Regions from separate parts of the Rattus norvegicus genome. Here region 2 is linked to region 1. Evidence: chromatin contacts called from public Hi-C data. All regions are on one chromosome and are shown on one strand. The core of a region is the stretch at or near the end of the contact, and the rest is flanking DNA. Distances in the headings are between cores, read along the strand shown.

Region 1 (6,124 bases), core at 1,222-3,721:
CTACCATGATTAGTTTAATTAGATAATAGATTCATTTCCTCCAACTCCTAATTTGATGAGGGAATGCGTAAGAGCAAAGTAGGGCATGTTAAAGGAATCTTTTAAAAGGGTAAAATGCCACAGGGGGCAGTTCCGAGCAGGTAGAATGGATAAAGTCCTGGGGGAGGTGGGGAGGGGAGGTTCATGAAGAGCAGGTGAAGGACCTGTAACAAGAAGGGAGTGATGAAGGCCATCTTCTTACACTTTGAAACCATCCTGGCTCTAGTTGTGTGACGACATGCCACTAGAGTCATATGAACAACTGGGGTAAAGACACAACAGAATGAAGCTGGGCAGTGGGGCATGCCTTTTAATACTAGCACAAAGGCGGCTGTGAATCCAAGGCTAGTCTGGTCTACATATCAAGGTCCAGATTATTTAGGGCTATACAGAAAAATCCAGTCTTAAAAAACAAGCACCACCCCCCCCCCAAAAAAAAAAACAAAAGAGAGCAGAATGATACCATTGGATACTTCAAAGATTCGTCTTAAGACAAGATAAAGTATTTGATAAGTGGATGATCTCTGCCATCAGTGTTTTTTCAGTCATACCTTTATTTATGAATTTCCACTATCCATTTGTACAAGCCTGAAATAGATAGATAGATGACAGAGAGAAATAAAGAAAGAGAGAGAGAGGGAGGGAGGGAGAGAGAGAGAGAGAGAGAGAGAGAGAGAGAGAGAAAGAGAGAGAGAAAGAAAGACCGTCTGAATCTGTCTCACCTAGGGTCCCCAAGTAACTAGAGTCTATACTCTCAGTACTATGGTGCTTTGCCCATGCCTTTCAATCTAACCATTCTATGTATGTAGTTCTTTACTTTCTTTTCAGATCCACAAAATTTAAAGGAAAAGCAATTGTCATTCAGACAAAATTTGGTTCAACATTCAGGAGCCATGAAGAGAGAGGCCATTACTATAATGTGTGGGTCAACATTTCTTCATAGATTTGGACTAAAGTTAGTCCTGATGTGGAGAAACTAAGTGACAACCAAAACAACTCAAAGACTGTGACATTAGCCTAGACACAATAGACAAAAATTTGGGTTACTTGGTGGAAGACACCTTGAGGAAGGGATTAGCAAGGCATAAGCATGTAATTATACCCCAGTAGGGAAGCAGTTGTTGTTCATTTGTTTTTACTAAAAATCAGGAAGTGGATTGCACATAGGTGGATCTCAGGCAAGGTTTCTTGCTACAAAAAATTGCACAATACTGGACTTGACTACTGAGCCTGTGGGCCCTATTACAATAATCACTTCATAGTCTTGAGAATTATAAAAGTCAGATTAAAAGATCTCATCAATGCCTGGCTCACACTGTAGTTCTTTTGTTTTATGTGTATGGCGTGTGTATGCGTACACCTCGGTCATTCGTGAAGCTGGAAGGCTTGGCTCCCCTTGAACTGAAGTTCAAATAATGCTAGGTTCTTTTCCTCCCACTGTTGGGATTACAAATTACAAAACAAAAAACAAAAAACTACACATATTTCCTTAATCTTTTTACTATGAGATGAACCGAATTCACTATATTTTGTCCAAAAGACTGTGACACTTGGTATTCAAATGACCCTTTGAAATTACCCAAACTTGTTTAATATCAAATATAATAAAAACCTGCGTATTTACGACGGTTGCTCAGATTTAGCCACCTTACTTTTAGAATGGATACTGTATAGATGTTCTGTTGAGTCCCCTACTGTCCTAGCCAGGAAAAGACGATGTCAATTTCTCAAGGTAAAAAATAAAGTAAAATGGATCTAACCTGACCACGACAAGAGGTCTCCAACTGCCCAAAGGTAAAGTTAATGGATCCAAGCGAACTGAAGATGAAGGATCTAAGAACTGGCTAGCAAACTTTGTCGTAAACAAAGTTGGAGAATGAGCAGAAAGCAAATGAAACGGGAAACTCCGTAGGAAGAGAGGCCAAGGAAAGCCGACTCAAGGCCATTAGAGGAAAAACAGAAAAACGCACTTGAGAACAGATCAGAATCCCACTAGCCAACAGCCTCATACCTGGGCTTCCAGTTCCCGGTGGCGCGTAGTGATGACCTCAGGCGCAGCATCCAATCCCATCAAGCTTAGGGAGCGAGGCGCCTCCACCGAACAGTCACTTCCGGGCTGAGAGGCGCGGCGGCCGAGCTGGGCGTGCGCCCTTGCTTCTTGCCCTCAACCCGCATGGCGGATCCCGGGGCGCGTCGCGGGCAGGCAGGGCGAGGCGGGTGGTTCCGGCGCCCGCGCTGAGCGGCTACGAGGGGCGGGGACCCGAGTGGCCCGCGCCATCTGCCCTCAGTGAGGCGGGGCGCGCAGCGGACGCCCCCGGGCAGGGGCGGGAGCGGTGGAGGCGCGAGCGGCTGTCGCTGAAAGGGGCGGTGAGCGAGCTGCTCCGGTCTCTAGGCGAGGCTTGGCCTCCCGCGCCGAGACGGGGCGCAGCGACGGCAGCGGCGGCCCTCGGGCCGGCTGGTGAGGCGATGGCGGCGCCGGGCCCGGGGGCTGGGGCAGCCTCGGGCGGCGCTAGCGGCGGCGCCGGCGCCAGCGGCGGCGCCGGCGCCAGCGCCGGCGCGGGATCCGCGTCCTCCGGGATCGGCGGCCGGTTGCCCAGCCGGGTGCTGGAGTTGGTGTTCTCCTACCTGGAGCTGTCCGAGCTGCGGAGCTGCGCCCTGGTGTGCAAGCACTGGTACCGCTGCCTCCACGGCGATGAGAACAGCGAGGTGTGGCGGAGCCTGTGCGCCCGCAGCCTAGCAGAAGAGGCTCTGCGCACGGACATCCTCTGCAACCTGCCCAGCTACAAGGCCAAGGTGAGGGAATCCCGGGCCATGTCGAAGCCCAGTTCCTCTCCTGCCCGGTGTTCTTGGGGTTTACCTTGAAAGCTTGAGTTAGAGGTTTCATCTCACCATCCCGTCTTTCTACGGCTTAAGCCAGTCAGTACCACCCCTCCTTTCCATAACGATCTTTTCTTTGGATTGAAGTTGTGCTTCGTAATCCACCTCACTTTTAAAAATACTAGGTGGTTTCCCATCATTCATTTTCCTCAGCTCTACTTTCAACAGTTTTTGCTCTTAAAGACCAGCCGATACCCTTGATCATATATTTTCCCTGGCCTCCAAGTAGAATGGCACTAATGCATTCGAGGTCGCTTTAAAATGGGTTTAGTTGCTGGGGCTTTTGCGTTCACCATCCCCTTTCTTGGCTCTGATTAATAAGCACGTTTTCATTATTTTCACCCATGTTCTCTTAGGGCCACAATATTTAACGCTTCCAAGTGATGATCAGGGTAGGCATCCTGCTAACTAACTTGTAAGAAAGAGACTTTAATATTACTTCCTCTCATTGGTGCGGTATAACTCATCAAACTGCCTTGTCCTGCTGTTATTGATAACTTTTCTTAGTTCTACTGGGGTGATGTCTCTTTTGTCATGTAATATGTTTATTCCTGTTTTGCTGGGCTTTTGTTGTTGTCGTTCTTGATTCTTGTGCTTTCATAACAAAATTAAAATGCTAACAAACAGGTCGTGGCAGGACCAAGTATTCTCCAGCATACAAACAAAAGGCCTTGGACTAAGGTTCATGTAGGTAGATAGTAGCTCTTCAGGATAGCAGTCATCAAAAGCATATGAAGCTGGATGTGGTGGCGCACACCTTTAATCCCAGCACTCCAGAGGCAGAGGCAGAGGCAGGTGCACCTCTGTGAGTTAGGGCCAGCTTGGTCTGCCAAGTGAGTTCCAGGACAGCCAGGGCTACATAAAATGAGAGACTGTCCAAAACAAGGAGCATATACGAGAGATGATAGACGTCTGACCAGGAATGTAGTAAATATATCTTTTCTTTTTTAATTCTATATTGCCAGTGAGTGTCTAAGTAATTTTTAATGTGAAATAGGTGCACTCTTTCTTTTAATATACATGTATTATTATAAATATGTGTATACACATATTTTATGTCTGTTTTTGGAGACAGGGTCTCACTGTGTGTCCGGGTGGTCTCCAACTTGCCATCTTTCTGTCTGTTCCTTGAGAGTGCTGGGATTATAGGATGGGCCACAGTACTGATATATTCTTATATATTAAGACGAGTTTTCGTCTGATGAGAGAAGGAACACTGCTGTCAATTATGTCAACTACCAAATAAATTGTCTGTCTGTCTGTCTGTCTTTCTTTTTTTCTTTCTTCCTTTCTTTCTTTTTTTCTTTCTTTATTTATCTGAGACAGGATTTCAGTATTCAGCCTCGGCTGGCTTGGAAGTTAACAGAAATCCACCTGCCTCTTGTCTTCAAAGTTCTGAGTCTAAAAGTGCCACCACTCCTGCCACCGTCCCCATCATATTTTTGTACTTATTTTTTCTTTGACACAAGTACACATACTCATGCATATGTGAAGAATACCAGTGCCCACAGAATCTAGAATGTCTACTGCTGTAGCTGGAGTTACAGACATGTGACCTCCCTCTGCAACACACACACACACACAGGAAAATCAGGGGGCACTCTTTTTTTTAATTTTAAAAGATTTTATTTATTTTATGTATGTGCTCTCTAAATAAATAAAAAGGTTTTATTAATTTAGTATGTGCACACTAGAAGTGTGCATCAGATCTCATTACAGATGGTTGTGAACCACCATGTGGTTGCTGGGAATTGAACTCAGAACCTTTGGAAGAGCAGTCAGTGCTCTTAACCACTGAGCCATCTCTTCAGTCCCCGGGGCACTCTTAACTGCAGACTAAATTGATACTGATTTTGGTTTTTCCGGAGAGATTATAGTTTTAAGTTTCTAATCTTCATTATCTTTCTGCTGCGTGCACTGCGGCTCCAAGGTGGGCTTGTCTTACCCAGGTTCTTGTAGGTGACAATTGTGAAAATGCAGTGTTAATTCAGGAGGACTCAGTGTAGAAGTCCTTAGACAGGGAAATAACTAACATGTGGCACACATTGCTACCTAGTGTAGTATAGGAATACTAGCAGTCCGTGGGGAGGAAGAACTTAGGAGCTGAGTGGAGAAAAAGTTTGAGATTAAGATGCCACAAAGCTGAACTTTAAGATGAGGTTTATGATGTTAAATTTTATGAAAAACTCTGAGCAGAAAAACAAGGAAAGCAAAAATGCAAACTCTTACCCACACTTTGCCTTGTGGGGATTACAGTGTAGTAGAGTGCGTGTGCGTGTTCATGTGCCTGCGCCTGCCTACAAGCCTTCCTGCCTTCCTGCCTGCCTCCCTGCCTGCGTTTCTTTTTTCAGTACTGGGGATTGAATATGTGCTAGCTGCATCCCCCAGCCTGGGGGAATAGCTATTAATCTGATCACTGCCGTTGTGAAACTGCATCTGGTAAGTATTATGAGTGAGAGTCACATCTGTTCTGAGTGTCAGTAATGGAGGATTTAACTAGGTACGGAGGTCAGGAAGAGACTTTCTTATAAGACATGATGCACAAGCTTAGTGACACCTAAAAGATAAGTATAGAGGCCAAGAGGAGCAAGAAGAGCCTCTGAGGAGGGACTCTGCTTGTATGAGAAACAAGGTGACTGCCAGTGGTTGCTCTGAGAGTGCAGGTGACGCTGGTTTGAGTAAGATAAAAGGAGTGGGACACACTACACTGAAGCCTTTCTAGTTGTAAGCAAGAACAATGGCCGTGGGGAGTGGTGCCATGATCAGTTTGTGGGTTAGTTTTGACTCCACTATGGAGAACAGGTTGGAATACGATTTTAGAAATGTGGTAGATCCACTAGAAAGAGGGTAGTGAAGGAGATGGGGGAAAATGGACAAACTTAGGAAATAGAGTAACAGAATTTGATGACTGTTCCTCCTATTGCCTTTAGATGTGGCACTAGGATTTTAGGTCATCATAAATTAAAATTGATTTTTTTCACTCAGAGAATATTAAGATACTGGGATTATCTATGTACTCTCTGAAATTTGCGGGATCAAACAGTTTTGTTTTTTTTGTTGTTGTTTTTTTAAAGAATCTGTAGAATGTGGCAGTAGTTTTGAAATAAAGACGAGGAAGAAGGAAGAGCTAAGGATGACTCCTAGATATTTGGCTTATATAATCTAAGTATCACTTGAGCAAGAGTTTGGAGGAAAATGACAGCAAGTT
Region 2 (6,402 bases), core at 2,713-5,212, 280 kb after region 1:
GCCTATTCATAACACAAACTGCTAGGTGATTTGCATGCTTATGTTTTTGTTCTGAGTAAGAGAGGTTAGTGACTACTAAGAGGACTGTGTAGCTTTGGCTGGTCTAGAACTCAGACTCTGAAGGGTTTTGAGTGCTGGGATTAGAGGTGTGCACCACCAAGTCCAGGGAGAGTCACTTTCCTTAAAAGGCAGGATGAAGCCAGAGAGCTGGAGAGTGGGCTTCAGCCAACACCTGACAACCCTCAGGGATCAAATGGCTCATTAGGGCCTAGACATGGTCTGATTACAGTGATGGGAACAAACTCAAGGTATCAAGCCAAATAACATCCCCAGCCCTAGGCCCCCTTTTTTCTTTAGGACCTTAGATTTAGCCTAGACTGGTCTTGATCTTTCAACATCCTGCTTCAGTGCCCTGATGCTGTAATTACATACACGAACCACCATCACACTCAGTTAACATGGTATCTTAGGTGTCTTTACAGAAAGAAGGACGGTAGTTTTTAGTATTTCCCCCCGGGAAGGACACAGATGTACAGATGTGATTAAACAGACTCGCCAAGTGACTATAAATTTTACCTTAGTGTGAGCGCACAGACATTAACCAGATGACGGAATCCAGCCTAGAGAGTAGCTGAGAGGACATGTTCAGGGCATTCATTCAATCTCCCATTTTTCATTAAGTACTCCTTAAGTAATGCTGATCAAGTTCCCCTGATTCTGAGAATATGGGCGCACTGATCACCTCAGAATGCTCTGTAGCAGACTCAGGACAGCAGGCTTTATGTGAGCACATTTACTAGTAAGATTAGAAAAACATGGAAACACCGAAGGTAAACGTGAGAGCCTGGTGTATTTTTACCACAGCTCATCCCAGTTGGAGTCTTCCAGGCCTAGAAACTTCTCCCAGGCTACTTTGGAACCAGAGTTCTCTTTTAAGATCTTATTTAATGTGTGTTTTGCTTCTATGTATGTAGGAGTACCACATTCACGTAGTACCAATGGATGCAAGAAGAGGGAGTTGGAACTGGAGTTATAGATGGTTGTGAGTCACCAGGTGGGTGCTGGGAACCAACCCCTTGGTCCTCTGCAAGAGCGGCAAGTGCTCTTAACCTCTGAGCCATTCCAAGATGGAGTGCAAAGTGAAAGAAGCAAGAAACAAAGAGTATGAAGGGTCAGATCAAATGTCTATGTCTTTATGTTTGTGTGTGGGTATGTGCATGTGAATCCAGGTGCCTTCAGTAACTACAACAGGGTGTTATATCCCCTGGAACTGGAATTAAAAAGAGTTCTAAACCACGGAGTGTGGGTGCTGGGAACCACGCTCGGGTCCTTTCAAGAGCAGTATGTGCTCTTAACCACTGAGCCATATCTCCAGCTCTGTAGTTTTATTTTTTAAGTTAGTTCATTTCTCTGTGTTTGGGGGGTGAAGGGGGTGTTGCACACCTGAATGTGGTAAGCCACTGGTGGCCAGAGGCATCAGAGTTCCTGAAAGAGGTTGTAAGATACCTAGTGCTAGAAACTGAACAAGGGTCCTCTGGGAGAGTACTATTTGAGCCGTCTCTCCAGCCTCTTGTTTTTGAGACAGGGTTTCATGTAGTTTAGGTTGCACTGAACCTACTGTGTAATCAAGGAAGACATTGAACTTCTAATCCTCCTACCTCTACCTTCCAAGTATTGGGGTTACAGGTATTCGCCACCACTCTGGGTTTATGCACTGCTCAAGATCCACCCAAGGGTCTCACACATGCTAGGCAAGCATTCTCCCTATTGAGCTGTGTCTACTCAGCCCAATTATTCTGGTTTTTGTTGTTTTTTGTTTTTTGTCTGAGAAAGGACCACATAGCTCAAGCTGGTTTCAAATTCCTAGTAGTCTTACTACCATTTTCCCCAAATGCTGTGATAACAGGCATGGACCACCACACCCGTCTCCCACATTATAGTTTTTTGGTTTGAGTTTATTTTTTATGTATATGAGTGTTTTGCCTGCACCCTGCATGTCTGTGCACCATTAAGCTTAGTGCTTTCAGGGGCATCAGATCCCCTGAAATTGGAGTTACAGGATGCCATCATTCAGGTGCTGGGAATTGAGTCCGAGTCCTCCAGAAGAACAGCGTGTGCTAACCTCTGAGCCAGCTCTCCAAATCACAGTGTTAAAACCCAAGAACATACAGCTATACACAAGAAAATAGTAATTTTATCTGCCCCTGGGGAAGCTCAAAGAGGACTGCAAGTCTGAGAGGTTTATCTCATTCAAAGAACTATATGAGGTAGGTCCTGACGTGTCATTCCCATTTCACACATGAGGAAAACCAGTGGAGTCATTTTGGGAAAGACACTATACAGTAGCTTCAGCCAGAATTCAAACTCAGTCTTGAGCTAAGAATGGTACACGCCTTTAATCCTAATACTTGGGAGGCAGAAGCAGGTCGACCTCTGAGTGAGTTCAAAGCCAGCCTGGTTTACATGCTGAGTTCCAGGTCAGCCAAGGCAATATAATATAGTAAGACCTTGTCTCAAACAACAACAACAACAACAACAACAACCAGAATAAAATAAACCTCTGGCCTTATATCCACTGCCACATTTTAAGATCGCCACAGTACTGAACAGGTGAAATCTATAGACAATAGATATTGTGTTTTAAAACAAACAAACAAACAAACAAACCAAGGTTTTAGAACTTTAGAGGAAACATTTGCTTTTTACCTGTGCAGGCTGATCTCAAACTTGTAATCTTTCTGCTAGGACTACAGATGTCTGGCACCATATCTGGCTATCGGATGCACTTTGTGCTGCTTCTCTCTCTCTTTTTTTTTTTTTTTTTTTTCTTTTTCTTTTTTTCGGAGCTGGGGACAGAACCCAGGGCTAAATCTCCAACTGAGCTAAATCTCCAACCCCTGTGCTGCCTCTCTTTTTCTGCTCTTTCCTCATATACAAGTAAAGCACAAAGTCTATAACTTCACTGTAACTTCATTTCACATTTAACACACCACTGACACACTGCATTCAGAATACACTAGAAAATACACATGACAGAAACGATTACTGTCTGAAGAGAGTTACAGGCTTTTAACAACAAATGAATGATTCCTCCCCTGGTTTTAATCTTGCAGTGTGCTTTAAATCCAGTTAGTTACTGATGTAGAATTGTTCAAAGTAATGAGAACAGTAAAAAGTGAAAGACGTAAAACTCAGACCAGACACACAGCAAACATTTTAAAATTAAGCTGACTGAATTTCTTTTTGTTTCGTTTCTTTTTGTTTAGTTTTTTTTTTTGCTTGTTTGTTTTTGTTTTTGTTTTGTTTTGTTTTTTGAGACAGGGCTTCTCTTCAGCCACTAGCTGTACTGGATTATGCCATCAAGACAACCTTAATGCGACACGTGTGTCTGTCCCAATGTCCGTCAGACAGCCACAAACAGGGACTCGATTCTAAGTCTCCCACTTACTGCCAACTTTTTGTAGATCTGTCTTACAGAAGAACGGACCGAAGTACCAAAGGGCGGTGTTTCACTATGAGAACAAAACCTGCTCTAGCGTCTGATCGGCCGCCACAGGGATACAGTCCCTTTCCCAAGCAAGACAAGCACTTCAAACCGGCCGCCGCCACACCTCCCTGGGTGCTGGTACTTGCAGCGGCGGCAAGAAACTGTGAAAGTAAATCTCAGATTCTCTGGGAGATAAAGTGGCTTCAGTGATAACCAAACACCTCTGGGACCCCATTCGCATCTTAGGCCCCAGCAAATCACCATGGGCTGACTAACCCAGTATAAGACAAGTGTAAACCGTTTCTCAGCATTCCGGCCCAAGGGCTGCCCCTCTCGTGCCCGGCCCGCCTCACCCGGAAGTGTTGGTCCCGGTATTCGCTGAGCTCCACGTAGGAGTCACTGCGCAGCGCCTTCAGGAGGCCACCCGACATGATGCAGAAACAGGAATCACGACGCGGCCAAGGCTGGCAGGACCAGGCGGCGGCGGCGGCGGCGGCGGAAACGGAAGTGTGGGCGATCTGCTGCAGAACCTGGTTCGGCTGTGTCGTCATCATGCAGCGCCGACTCGTCCGTCGTCAGGCGTAGCCGGCCGGAAGGCGTATACAGTGTGCCTCGGGTTCCGGGCCGCTCGGGGAACGATGGTTTTCCGGCGGCTGCTGGCGGCCCTGCTGAACAACCCGCATCTAGTGGAGCGGCTGTCTGAGTCGCGGCCCATCCGGCGGGCGGCGCAACTCACAGCCTTCGCGTTGCTAAAGCTGCAACTGCGCGGCCACGATGCAGCTCGCCGCCTGCGCGCCCTCGCGGATCAGCCACCGGGTTCCCTGCGTCGCCGAGCCTCGCGGTTCAAGGACACTTTCACCGAGGAACTCCGCCGCGGCGTCCGGGACCGTCTGGGGCAGCAGAAGGGTCCCGGCGCCAACGCGTAAGCACGGACTGTACTCTTCACGGGTCGAGGTCAGGTATCCTCCCTTCAGTGATCTACACCGACCTCAGCATTCTCGGGTCATCAGAACGCTACGCTGCTTCGAGTCCTAAGTCGGATTGTCACCTTACAGATGCCTAAAGTCACATGGACATCTGCCCGGTAGGCCTGCAGATGTAAAGACCTCGAAGCCCACCAATGATTAAGAGTCTAGACCATAAAATAGCACGACTGAGAGCCATGGACAAACAACCAGAAAGAAAGCCCGCCTTCTGCGAGCAGGACTGAAGCTGAATAAATGCTGCTGCATCTGCACGGGTGCAGGAGAATACCAGCGAAGCTTGTAAATGGAATGACAATCCCAGGTTGCCAAAATCTTTCATTAAATGTGTAAGCTGATTAATAAGTCTGAATGTGGTATTTCTCAGACAAGGTGGATAATAGTTAACACGTTAAGCGTCTGTGTTGATATTTGCTGTCGTGATCTGTGCGTGTGGCTTGTGACTTAAAATCCCATTCTGTGAAGAAATGGAGTCCACTTTCCAAGTAACCCAAAGCAGAATGTGGTGAGCCCAGGGACTGTGTTATTGATCACTCCCTACATTTTGCAGCATTTATCCTGCTCAGGAGCAGCCTTTTACCTCACCACTAAGCATTAAGGCTGCTGATCCTATGGCGAGTGCTGCTGCTTTTCTTCTTCCCCGTTTTGAAGGTCGTTATGGTCAGCTAACTGAAGTGTGATTAGTCATCCATGTGTGTATCCTGCCTTGTCATTTCGAGACTCCCAGCCCAATCTCTGAACCTATGTATCTGGGCCACTCAGTTAATCTTAGCATCTAAAAGGCTTGAAGCTATGGAAAAGGTTTTAGACTGGGTTCCAGATTCTGAGCAGTCTGTGTTCAGTTCCCACTGGAGCAGGCTCAGAGGGCCTCCCAGCAGTGCTGAGAAGGCTCCTTACTCTGAGAGAATGATTGGTTTTTACTTGGTGTTGGGGGTTCATGCCCACAGCCTTGAGCATGCTAAATGGGCAGTCTACCACTGAGCTATATTGCCCAGTCTTTGAGAGAATGGCTGGAGAATTCCACCACCATTCAAAGCAAGGAGTAGAAGGGGACAGGGAGGCATTTTCTAGAAGGGCTTGTTTTGGTTAATCCCCAGACACTGAGTCCACAGGCACCAGAGTGCCATGAGATACACAACTACTGCTTCCCAGTTGAAGAGCCTCATAGAGACATGTTTATCAGACGAGGGGACGTGTGCTGTGGGTTCCGGCAGTGACACTGATCTTTGGACCCTCTGATCTGTTGTAAAGTTGGGTGTTAGGTTGACTTGAGTGGAAGGTGCTTTCTTACAATTACAGTTTGTGAGTCAAAGACTGGCTAGAGCTGAATGTGAACCACCCTATGTCTACTTCCCCACACTGCCTTGTCTATGTAGAAAGCCAGACTGGAAGTCAATCGATCGTCATGGAAGCAAGAAGTCAGGCATTGTGGGAAATTTAGGGGAGGCCACTCAGGAATGTCATCAGCAGTTGATTGTCTGTCAAACCAGGTGCTATTATATATTTTAAACATTACAGTGATCGGGAATAACAGCATAGAAACAAGACAGGTGCCAGGGGTTATGCTAGGTTATTTTGGTGACCTTGGCATTGGGACCACGACTGGTCAGATCTTTGGTTGTCTAAGGGAAAGGAATGTGGGCTCACTTAAAACAACCTTTGGCTATACCTCCAAAGAGACAGCAGCGGGGGGAGTTCCAGTGTCCCAGCCAACCAGCCTGTGTAGAAGGTAGAGTGGCTTCTATGGCTGAATCTTGGACCACTCTGTCATAACAGGCTTCTCCAGTTCTATAATGTGAAGACTAAGATGCTCCCTCCAAGCCCCACTGAGCAGGGAGGACAGGGCTGGAGGGTCCTCCATGGTCAAGTGGGGAAACAACAGAGTTTCATTCTTGAGAGGAAAATGGCACTGCTCCAGAGCATGCCTGTTGG

The links. A called contact is a pair of places that touch in the nucleus more often than the background predicts.
Region 2: a contact with region 1 is called in a Hi-C map of liver, with 4 times the contacts expected there. The contact joins the promoter of Ncbp2 here to the promoter of Fbxo45 in region 1. A contact is called at or near these places in 9 of 12 Hi-C or Micro-C datasets (Schwann cells, frontal cortex, hepatocytes and 5 more) and 1 of 1 datasets of contacts at active chromatin or transcription factors (oligodendrocytes).

The regions. Positions count from the first base shown.
Region 1 is chr11:82,053,986-82,060,109 of GRCr8, forward strand. Fbxo45 (F-box protein 45) reads left to right here and starts at 2,472. Exons shown (of 3, transcript NM_001398607.1): 1 at 2,472-2,832. The coding sequence starts at 2,506. Wdr53 (WD repeat domain 53) reads right to left here and starts at 2,059. Exons shown (of 3, transcript NM_001399296.1): 1 at 1,800-2,059. It overlaps LOC120095776 (small nucleolar RNA SNORA79), which reads left to right and starts at 5,819; the gene lies at 5,819-5,961.
Region 2 is chr11:82,330,877-82,337,278 of GRCr8, forward strand. It overlaps Ncbp2 (nuclear cap binding protein subunit 2), which reads right to left and starts at 3,963. Exons shown (of 4, transcript NM_001109525.1): 1 at 3,841-3,963. The coding sequence starts at 3,918. Ncbp2as2 (NCBP2 antisense 2 (head to head)) reads left to right here and starts at 4,050. Exons shown (of 1, transcript NM_001399683.1): 1 at 4,050-4,815. The coding sequence starts at 4,126. The coding sequence ends at 4,413. Pigz (phosphatidylinositol glycan anchor biosynthesis, class Z) reads right to left here. Exons shown (of 3, transcript NM_001398770.1): 3 at 5,947-6,402. The coding sequence ends at 6,212.